Linked DNA regions of Mus musculus: all the other regions are linked to region 2. A link is a contact called in public Hi-C and HiChIP or PLAC-seq data. All regions are on one chromosome and are shown on one strand. Each heading gives the region's core, a stretch centred on a gene start, on an enhancer-like site or on the middle of the called end of the contact. The rest is flanking DNA. Distances are from core to core; before and after follow the strand shown. Region 1 has its middle 62 kb from the start of Tbc1d9. Region 2 has its middle 9.6 kb from the start of Gm31545. Region 3 holds the start of Tbc1d9 (TBC1 domain family, member 9).

Region 1 (3,602 bases), core at 452-2,951, 260 kb after region 2:
AAGACAAAAACACCTTGCCACCTTCAAGGCAGATCATCGGAAGTATCTCAAGATGCCTGTGCAGATGGGGACATTGCACTGGATGAGAGAAAACTGGAACACTGTGATTGACTAGGTCAAGGCTGGAAAAAGCAAGTCCTGACTCAGCTCAGCCTCTCCTGTGTCTGATGCTCATGAGAGCAGCCTGCCTGGCAGACCTGGAACTGAGGTGATCCAACTACAGAAAGTTCACATTTGCCAATCTGTTGTCCATGGAGGTCTCTAAGTGACTCTTACACCCTCCTAACAGAATGTCACTAATATTTAAAAGTATCCTTGCTGTCTACTAAAATCCAATCTCCTAAAACTGTATTACACATTTCTTGTTCCAAACATGAAATTAGCCTTATCTCTAAAAAGTGGTATGTGGAGATGCAGGCTGGGGCAGTCACTGATCTAGGCTTTTCTATAGTGCACACATTTTTATTTATGGAAGAGAGGAAGGATAGAAGAAAGGAGAGAGGGCACAGGGAAAGAGAGCAAGAAAAGCTACCTCATGACTTTATACTGATACTTCAGGTTAAAACTTAGTTCTCTGTTCAGACTCTTCCCTGCAGCAACCCTGCTTCCCATTCCTGTTAGGAAGAGAACTCCAGGGCACAGAATGGTGAGACAGAAGCGCCCATGATTACCCATTCTGTGCCACATCTACAACAAGCACTTGGGTTTCAGAGTTTACCATGACAATGACAAAACCCCTCCCCACACCCCACAGTGAAAGTGAAGTCAGAGGCTTTTAGCTTCTTCTGAAGGAATCTCTAGCCAAATGGAGTTGAGTCTGTGACTTTTGCCCTTCTACAGAAGTGCAGGCTGCTTTCTGCAAAGCGGAATCAAGTTATTCAGACAAAACTCAGTTTTGCAATTGGCATATGGATGGATGTGTGTGTGTGTATGTGTGTGATTTTAAGTATACAATTCTATTATATATTATATAACTATAATTTAATTGTCAAGCAAAGCCATTTGTCGTCAAAATGGATTGGGCATGACGTCACCTTCCTTTGATCTCAGCAAAGGAAAGGCAGAGGCTGGATCTCTATACATCGGAGGCCAGCCTGGTATGCATAATCAGATCTGCTTTGATTATCCTCGTGTGTGTGTGTGTGTGTGTGTGTGTGTGTGTGTACACAGTTCAATATTAAAACCTGAAATTTTACATTGTCCACCATTATAAACATCAAGGGCTTTAACTAAAGGATTGTGTTAAGAAGTCAGAAGAACATTCAGAGCAATGGGAGGAAGACATAAGTGAGAACAAAAATTAAACCAAAAGCTGAGGTTAGCCACGGTAGCTTCACTTCCCATAAACACTTCCTTTGCAAGGCCTGGAGAGTTTACAGCATCGAACTTCCCTGAGTGCTTGAAGAAAGCAGTTGCTGCTTCCCAGCGTCTCCTCATGCTTCACAGGATAAAGTAGAGAGCAGATGATTTGGCTCCAATTAGACTCAACTCAGACCACCAGGCGACCCAGGCTTCATTAGCGGCCTGCTCACCCTGCCCCTGCAGAGACTCATTAGAACAATGAAAACTAGACTGCTGGACAGACGAGAGGAAGAACTGTGGCATGGGAGAGAGCCACGACTCCATTCATCACTGACCCATTGGCATAAGAGCCAGCCATGACTACATTCATCACCAACACACTTGGCATTTGTGAATCACTTCTCATTTCTTAGTCGCAGGAACAAATTAAACCCAATTTCCTTGCTGGGACTAGTAGCCACAGTAAGGGCCTGGGCAGTTTTCTCGGCATCATTATTCCTTCAGAAAAATCATCCAGTCTGGTGTGGTGTCATATACCTGTAATCCCTGGACTCTAGAGGCAGAAGCAGGAGGATTGCCACAAATAACAAGTTCCAAGCCATCCAGGCCTACACAGCAAGAACTTCTTTATTTTAGATTAATTATTTATTTATTTTATATGTATAGGTTTGCTCATATGTATGTCTGTGCACCACATGCATCGAAAAAGGGTGTTAGATCACCTGGAACTGGAATTAGAGACAGTTATAAGCCACCATGTGGGCACTGAGAATCGAACCTGGGTCTTCTACAAGAGCAATGAATGTTCTTAATGCTACTCTTATGTTTGCTCGCATAAGCATTTCCTAAACAACAACATAGGACCTAAATGGGAAGCCTGACATGATGGGGCTCACTTCATTTCTCAATTACTATTAGCTGAGTACAGTAGGAGACACACATAGCTCTAGACTTATGTCTCGAGATATAGCAGAAGCACACACAATAGAGACAAGAAGTAAATTATCCACATATTACCAGGCAGTAAGTCACATATACAAAAAAACAGAAATGAAACCAGCCAGTCATGCTAACACATGACTATAACACAAACTCTCAGAAGGCAGAAGTAGGGAAAGATCGCTTCCAGTTTTAGGCTAGCCTGGGCTTACATAGAGAATTCAAGGCAGCCCTGTACTGGATTATTTAGCAATACTCTGGAAAAAAAAAAAGACATCAGAGAGGGAATCTAGGAGGTAGGTGTGAGAATGCACTTATATTTGTCAACACTGCTTCAGGGCAGTCAAAGTGAGTGGGTGATCAGAGACAAGACCTAGGACAATGACTTTCAGGATAGTAAACCTCCTGCTAATGGCTAACAGGCTCCCCAGCACCGCCATGATTATGCAACCAGAGTATAGGATCTGTGGTATTCTCTCTAAACCAACAGAGAAACCATTTCAAACCCAAAAGGAAAATAATGACTGCAACACATTCTCCAATGAGCAAAGATCTTCCTGCCTTCCCCATTTGTTACCTGGGCCTGGCCCATGGAATGTGTTCAGTTGTTCAGTGATTGGCCAAATGATTACCTGGCTCATACACATAAAGCCAAACTCAAAACAAGTAAGCAATACCCTGAACTCTTTGTGTCTTGGCAGAGCTCTGCCTTTCTGCCCTGTTCATTAGGATCAGGATGCCCAGAACAGAGACAAGGGAGACAAGGATATGCTTGAGGAAGCCTCTTTAGGTGGTGGCCCCTATGCAATGTCAGTATCTCCACTCAGCTGGAATCTTTTGCCTAAGCAGTTCTTGGGACATCTGCTCTGTGTTATCCAGGGTTACACTCTAGAGATATCTGCATTTGTCATGGTCTCCTCCTATACAATGTATATTCCGCTTATAATTATAAGAACTTTATTAGATTGGCTCACACAATCTGTGCCACAATGACTATCTGCGCAATGGAGAAGCAGAGAATTCTGTAACTGCTTGGCCCTAGAAGTTGGAAGCTTGAGAACAAAATTGAAAAATGATGCTGTCCCAGTCTGAGATTTAATGCCTGGAAGCATCTTGGAGAGTGTCTGACTAGGATTCTGAAAGGATGCAGAAGGCAAAATTGTGTCCATGAGTGACACAAGCAGCAATGTGCACATCTGCTCCAGAGTAGTAAAGCTTGCACCTACTGGTTGGTTCCCTCCTTCCTCTACCTTTGTTCCATTCAAGGCTCTAGCCTATTGGACAGTGCCATCCACGTTCAAGGCAAGTCTTCCCCCTTTAAGGGCTGGCCCCTTTGTCCATTTTCTGTCTCTGGAAACACC
Region 2 (3,613 bases), core at 37-2,536:
AGCATTGTGGACTCAGCCAACCTTAGGACTGCCTACCCTGCACTTCTTCCTGTCTGAGAGGCTAAGTCCATTGCTTTTGAATATAGTCTTACCCAGAATCTTGCCAGTTGCTGCTGTATCTTTACCATCAACACAAGGTGCTGCCACAGTCTGAGACTTCCATGCTTGGGAATGCTTGGACTTTTGAGTTGAGTCTTTCTTCTTGTTTAGCTTCTTTGGGTCTGTGGAATGTACATGGTACCTGTATTTTATGGCTAATAACCACTTCTAAGCGAGTACATACCATACAGGTCTTTTTGGGACTGGGTTACCTCACTTAGGATGATATTCTCAAGTTCAATCCCTTTTTCTGAAAAATTCACAATGTTTTGGTTTTTAATAGCTGAATTGTATTTCATTGTGTAAATGTACCACATTTACTTTATCCATTCTCCAGTGGAGGGACATCTAGGTTGTTTTCAATTTCTGACTATTATGAATAAAGCTGCTGTGAACATAGTTGAATAAGTATCTTTGTGGGATGTTGAGTCACCTTTTGGCTTATATGTCCAGGAGTGGTATAGCTGGGTCTTGAGGTAGAACTATTCCCAGTTTTCTGAGAAAATGCCAAATTGATTTCTAAAGTGTTAGTACAAGTTTTGTCAGCCACTAGCAATGGTGGAGTGTTCCCCTTGCTCCACATCCTTGCCAACATGTGCTGTCACTTACATGAGTTTTTTGGTTTTTTTTGTTTTTTTTTTATCTTAGCCACTCTGATGGGTGTAAGATGGAATCTTAAGGTTGTTTTGATTTACATTTTCCCAATCTTTCTTTTAGTTGTCTACAGAAAAATTTAAATATAATGCACGCTGTTCTAGACTAGCAGGAACTTAGAGAGCAGATAGATCTTACAAAAGGGAAGTCTTTGGTTAAATGTCTGAGTCTGGTGAAGGCTGATATGACTCAGCAATTACCTTAGTGGCAGGCCCACACTCTCAGCCTGCCCTTAATCTTTACTGGCTGAATTAAATGATCATTTGGAGCTTACAGTGTTGACGAATGCTGGCTGCACTCTTTTGATCACCTTTGCTTCTGTCCATGCTTCCACCCTTTATAACTTACTGAAAACTCACCTGGTCATGACAAACTATGTGAAATCCAGCTGTTGGTTTGTGACCCCTTTGAGTTCCAGTCTGTGGCCTGAATTTTAAGCAAACTTGCTCAATTTTTAGACATGGTATAGGAGGGCCTGCTCTGTCTCCAAATACAGACCAGGACAGCAGCTGGGCATTTGTGCTCCCCATCTCTATGTGAACCAAGTTCCCTGACTCTTCTCAGCCACATTAGCCTGAATGCTGTCATTAGTCAGTAAACAATGGGAATTGTTTATCTTAACATCTGTGCTAATACATAATACGATGCTACACAGGCAAGGTACAGAACAGAATGATCTCTGTTTTTATTTCAGACTTCTTGGGAGTTCCTTTTCAGATTTATAAAAGCCACATCTTCTGCCCAGAGTAGGAGTGTCTGGCCACTTATGTGACAATAACGTAAGTTGGAATTTGGCCAAAGAACCAATAGCATTATCAGCCAGACACAGTCTTTCATCTTTTTGTCAGCTGTTAAGCAGAGATGTGAAAGGGTTCACATATGCCTTCCACATTGTTGAAATGACTCACAGGCCCACAGTGTGGGGTAGAGCTAGAACCTTTCAGACTCATAGCAAACAACATGGCAGGTACAATGATGATCTGTCCCGCAAGAGAAATCGAGGCACAGAGAAACTAAAGCCAAGGTCTGATGTTTGTGTCTCCCTAACAACAGACTCTCCTCTTTCCCCCACACATCACACAGTCAGTTTGAACCTGGAGCACACCTTCCCCATTAATCACCACTGCATTAATTAACTGTGCCTGATCATTTACCATGTACAAATTAGGATTAAAAGGCAAATAACACATTGTCTCTATGGCATCTCACAAGTGGAGAAATAGATGCTGAAGAGCCTTCCTTCCCCTGAACTATTCTAGAGCCACCTGCCCCCACTGCCCTCTTCCTCGTTAGCTATTATTGCTTGATTTTAGCCTACAAGGGCTATGTCAAGTACAGCCATCTTGTCTGCCTTAAACAACAGGGCTTTGCTTTCTCACAAGTGCACAATCTAGATGTGTGCTGGCTTCATTCCTTCTGAGGCTGCTCATCTGAGCTTGTGAATCGCAGCTGCTCAGGGTCTTCACATGACTATGTCCAAGCTTCTTTTATAATGGAGATGTTGTTCATACTTAAGGGCATACCTGACGCCCTCATTTTAATTTTAACTACCTCTTAATGATGCAATCTGCTATACTCACATTCTGAGATACCAGTGAGGACTTCAGTATATAATGGTGGGTGGAGGGGTTACAACTCAGCTCATAATACTATAGTAATATCTCTCCACCAATATCTCCATAAAGTGCTAAACTTCTGCAATGACTGCATACCCCCCTTCACCCAACACACACAGACACACAGAAAGACTTTAAAACCTTTCCCAGCCTGAGTCAGGAAAAGAACATAATTGTGCATGGTGTAAACCAGGCATACAACTAAGAGGTAAATGTTTCCTGGGGATAAACAGCCTTTGGGCTCCTCAGAATGGCCCTCTTTAGCTGTTTGCATAGGCTAATGTACATTTGTCTTATCAAAAATGTTATATAGGTTTAAAGCATAAGGGAAATTTACTCACCAAAACACAGAATGAACTGCCCCGGATTTACACCAGCTACAAGTAGTAAGGATATGTCAAACAGCTTCTGGGACAGGATAAGAATAAAGTCCTAAACATGGTGAAAAAGATTAACAGAAGTCTGGGGAGGAGCTCGTTATATAATCCACCGAGTGTCTATTATCCATGGCTGTGAGAGAGAGGACAGTGCCCCTGTAAATTAGTTTCACTTGTTTTCATGCAAAGAAACGATACGATGAAACAAGAAAATGTGTAACAAAGTGAATGGTGCTTTCTTGGCTGTTATGTGTCAAAATAATCAGGTACTCTAGGTTTGCCTTTTCAAGACAGTAAAATCATTTCTCTCAATGCCTTTTCAAGACAGTAGAATCATTTCTCTCAACACTCTGTAACTAAATGCAACTAAGATATTAATGCTTTTGAAAAACAAGACTAGTGTTTCTTTTTTCATTTATTTATTTATTTATTTATTTATTTTGGATACAACTGGACAGTGTATCTACCCTGTGGCTATTAAATACACCCCAGAGCAATAAACGTGAGTCTTTAAATGAGCATCAGTGTGGAACTGCTCCTCCCACTGAAGGATCCTGTGCAGCAGTGTGCTTCCACAATAACATTAACCAGCGCAAACGTGCGTGTAGTTCTAATGGATTCACACTGGACTTGCACATCACTTACCAGACCACAGAAAGGCCATTGTTAAAACTGGATAAATGGAATGTATGCCAACATTTATCACAGGTGTTAAAATCCACAGTTTTTGTATCTCCAGAAGGCAACAGGGAGATGACAGGGACAAAGGAGGAGGGCAGACCTGTAGCTTTCTAAAAATACCCTGTTTTATCAGTTAGACAAGGTTTCCCATTAAAATGAAATGTGAAGCTAGTATATTAAAGATTT
Region 3 (3,622 bases), core at 1,025-3,524, 320 kb after region 2:
TTTTGGCGCCAAAACACTAATGAAAAGCTAAGCTAAATTTACACTTTAGGTTGTGTAGAGGTTTTGGTGTCAAGTCATGTATTTGTTGGTTTGATTTGGTTTTTGGAAAAAGGGTTTCTCTGTGTAGCCCTGGTCTGTCATGGAACTCACTGTGGAATAGGCTGGCCTTGAACTCACTCTCAGAGGTGCAAACGCCTCTGCTGGGATTAAAGGTGTGCGCCACCATGCCCAGCAAGCCAGGTGTGTGATCAAGATAAGGATCCTACAAATGGTGTGATTATGGGACCTTGTAGATTCTTTGAAAATGCTACTTTACAAGGTGGGCAGTTATGGAGAAGACCTTTAATCCCATCATTTGAGAGACAGAAGCAGGCAGATCTCTGAGTTTGAGGCCAACCTGGTCTACATTTGAGTTCCAGGACATCCAGGGCTACACAAAGAAATCCTGTTTCAAAAAAGAAAAAAAAAATACTAGTTACAGAAAGTACCTGTTGTTTTTTGCTTGTTGATTTTAATACTGAAAGTGCCAAACTATTACCAAATATTTAGGTCCACAACCCAATACCTCAGTTTCTATGTAGGAAGTAGAAATTGGTAATGGAAAACAATCTTTATTGTGTTTGCCAAACAAGACAGAAAGCACAAACTTTCTCTCCGTTGTGCCCATAGAAGTGCCTACATTACAGAAACCCAAGACATAAAGGACAGAAAAAACCCACAAAAAAACAGAAGCTAGATTTAACTGTGAGACAGTCTAATGCATGCTTTTCTCAAGGTGGAGAGACTTGAGTTCAGGCTGCCCCACTGTCTCCGTTCTCAGCATGGCGGGTTTATTGTAGTTTTAGAAATTATACTGCCACAAAGCAACATACCTGCGTCTGTTAACTGTGTTGAGCATCTTTAAAGGCCTGAAGGTCTAGTGTCTGTCTCCTAAAGAGACTGAAGATGAAAAACAGGTGAAAAGCCAGACCGTTGCTAGTGCAGACCAACCAGAGAGCTTCATGCTTATGCTTCATGAGCCCAGAGGCTCTTGAGTGCAAAGCCATTCTGGGCTACACAGTGGGACCCTGTCAATGGACAGGTATCTAAATGATTAAACAAATCAGGGAGAAGACCCTTGTGGTGACAGGAAGAGAGCCTTGTACTTCTTTAGCACCCTCAGGGCTGGGCACAAAGCCTTGATGGAATGGCTGCCAGTTTGCTCATTCAGCTACTTGGAAGAGTCCTTAACACAGTCAGAAACACACCCAAACCGCTCTTAGTCCATCTGTACTGTTGTCATGAAATACTTGAGATGGTAACTCTTTTTGTTGTTGTTGTTGTTCGAGACAGGGTTTTTCTGTGTAGCCCTGGCTGTCCTGGAACTCACTTTGTAGACCAGGCTGGCCCCGAACTCAGAAATCCACCTGCCTCTGCCTCCCGAGTGCTGGGATTAAAGGCGTGCGCCACCACACCTGGCAAGATGAGTAACTCTTAAAGGAAAGACTTTTATTTCGCATGGTTGTCAAGGTCAGTAAGTCTACAACCATGTGGGCCACATCTGCTGCTGGTTCTGTCTGCTTCCTCACAGAGTTGAGCTGATGGATAAACTAACCCAACTCCTGTGTGCTGCTTTCTGTGTCTTTCTCCATTCCTGATGAGGGACCCCACTCGGCCTAATTGCCTCTAATGGCCCCACAGATTAATGCTGTCACAGTGACTGAATTTGGGGTTGGAAGGACACATTTAAATCATAGGTACACACATAAAAAATGTGTTTGAATGGTTTGGTTATTTGAAAAGAGGAGATTCTCACGATTGGCTAACTTTTGGGCCATTGCAGAGTCTAGTCAACAACTCTGGTCATCTGAAAAGGAAAACCTCTTTGGCTGAAAACATTTCTCCGATCTCTCGGGTGAATGCATTTAGTCGCGTACGATACGCAGTAAATGAGCTGAGACCAGAAAGGGATTCCAGGAATGCAGGGAAAGACAAATTGTTAAAAGCATAAAGTTGCCTGGTCTGAGTGCCTCTGGTTTAATTTTCATAAACAAACAAACAAACAAACAATGCTAGTGTCCCTCAAAGCTCCTAATGCCCAATATAGGAACAGCTGTGGGGAGAATTAGTTGGTTTAAGCTTTTGGTCTGTTTCCAACTTCTCTATAGCTTACGCCCTGTAGGTCAAGGAAAGAAGTGATGTAATGCATTTAGCTGGGCCACTTTAATTACAAAGGAATGGAAGGGGAGTGGCCACCGGTGGTGACAAGTTTAGCGCGTGACTTGATCCAGGGATGCAGGAAACAAAAACATTACCAACCATTGGCTGCGTCCACCTTGGACTCCTGGCTCTAGAGCCAGGTCTGGAACCTGGGAACACACGTTTCCGGGGCAGGGGTGGCGCTGTCCCGCCGAGCGTCAGCCTTGAATACACACGCCACACGCAGGCTCTGGGAGCGGGGCAGCTTCCTCCCTGCTGGGATGGGCGTGGGGCCCTGCGCTCCGCACACAGTCCCTACCGGGCTCGCGAGAAGCCACCCGCGGTCACCCGGGCTCGCGGCGACTGAGCCGCGCTGTCGTCATTCATTCCCAGCGCCGGGAGCGTCCTTCCAGCTCGTTGCCCCGACGCGCAGTGTCCACGAGCGGTGATCTCGGGCTCGGCAGCTGGTGATCACGGCGCCCTGGGGGCTCGGATTCCCGCACAAGCTCGCCCTTGAACACCGCCGCGCCCTGAGACCGAGCCCCGACGCTTGCTCGCCCTGCGGTGGGCAGGGCCGGGCTGCGAGGCTGTGCACTTGGCGAGCGAGGAGCCGTAGGGAGGATGCTACTTGCTGGGTCCCGATCCCCGTCGTCGTTCCCGGCTGCCCGCTGGGTCTTTGTCGCGGGCCGGGAGCCGCGGGCCGCAGCCTGCTGAAGGCCGTCGCGGCCCCGCACCCACGGGCGGGAGGGCGCGCGTGTGCCCGGGAGAGCGCGCCAGTGTGCGGGCCTCTTTGTGCGACTGCCCGCGGCCACCAGGACCATGTGGGTGAATCCGGAGGAGGTACTGCTGGCCAACGCGCTGTGGATCACCGAGAGAGCCAACCCCTACTTCATTCTGCAACGAAGGAAGGGCCACGGGGGCGACGGGGGTGGCGGCGGCGGATTGGCGGGTAAGAACGGGCACTGCGGGAGGCTCCGCCCGGGGCTCTGGCTGCGGACACCCGGGACGCCGCCCGGTCTCCGGGGCTGGGCCTTTTGCCGGCCCTGTCTGGGGGCCTGGAAGGTGTCTCGAGTTGTGATTTTATTTTCCCCCAGACTAGGAGAGAAACGCCTCTTTCCTGACCCTGTCGGGCGATGGGGTCTTTGAGTTCTGGGTGACCCATAGTGGGTTAAGATGAAATTAGCAATGAGTGAATTATTAAGAATCGAACGCCGGGTTGCATACTCTCCCTACCCCCCTTTAACATACTGCTGAATGTATTGAGAAGAGAGATGGAAGATGCTTAGCTTGGACTCAGCTGTCTTTATGGGCAATTAGGTATAAAATACCCTTTTGTTACCAGGGAAGCAATCTGTCAAGAGGCTGATGTGGTCACTTCCTACATGACCTATGAGAATGAATAAGGAAAATGGAATTCTTTTGTTGCATGAGATCTGACATAAAA

The links. Hi-C and Micro-C count contacts between places; a contact is called where the count stands out from the background. HiChIP or PLAC-seq counts read pairs in DNA pulled down with a chosen protein or histone mark.
Region 1: a contact with region 2 is called in a Hi-C map of bone marrow-derived macrophages, with 28 read pairs. The contact joins two enhancer-like sites. A contact is called at or near these places in 2 of 39 promoter capture datasets (liver and maxillary cranial neural crest), 1 of 15 datasets of contacts at CTCF or cohesin (the NIH/3T3 cell line), 17 of 484 Hi-C or Micro-C datasets (CD8 T cells, the G1E-ER4 cell line, LSK cells and 9 more), 1 of 115 datasets of contacts at active chromatin or transcription factors (the HPC-7 cell line) and 1 of 9 other capture datasets (embryonic tail).
Region 3: an H3K4me3 HiChIP or PLAC-seq map of bone marrow-derived macrophages shows a contact between it and region 2, with 4 times the contacts expected there. The contact joins the promoter of Tbc1d9 here to the enhancer-like site in region 2. A contact is called at or near these places in 14 of 39 promoter capture datasets (the 3T3-L1 cell line, the C10 cell line, the HPC-7 cell line and 9 more), 1 of 15 datasets of contacts at CTCF or cohesin (pro-B cells), 10 of 484 Hi-C or Micro-C datasets (bone marrow-derived dendritic cells, bone marrow-derived macrophages, cardiomyocytes and 6 more) and 3 of 115 datasets of contacts at active chromatin or transcription factors (astrocytes, bone marrow-derived macrophages and fibro-adipogenic progenitors).

The regions. Positions count from the first base shown.
Region 1 is chr8:83,101,815-83,105,416 of GRCm38.p6, forward strand. No RefSeq gene overlaps it. Among named protein-coding and RNA genes, the nearest start is that of Tbc1d9, 62 kb to the right of the region's middle. Within about 2 kb of position 1,702, at least 49 of the 459 cell types and tissues checked have an H3K27ac peak or open chromatin away from gene starts, as enhancers often do. A contact at or near this core is called in the HPC-7 cell line and bone marrow-derived macrophages, where this site is marked.
Region 2 is chr8:82,845,340-82,848,952 of GRCm38.p6, forward strand. No RefSeq gene overlaps it. Among named protein-coding and RNA genes, the nearest start is that of Gm31545, 9.6 kb to the left of the region's middle. Within about 2 kb of position 1,287, at least 31 of the 459 cell types and tissues checked have an H3K27ac peak or open chromatin away from gene starts, as enhancers often do. A contact at or near this core is called in the HPC-7 cell line and bone marrow-derived macrophages, where this site is marked.
Region 3 is chr8:83,163,078-83,166,699 of GRCm38.p6, forward strand. Tbc1d9 (TBC1 domain family, member 9) reads left to right here and starts at 2,275. Exons shown (of 21, transcript NM_001111304.1): 1 at 2,275-3,127. The coding sequence starts at 2,998.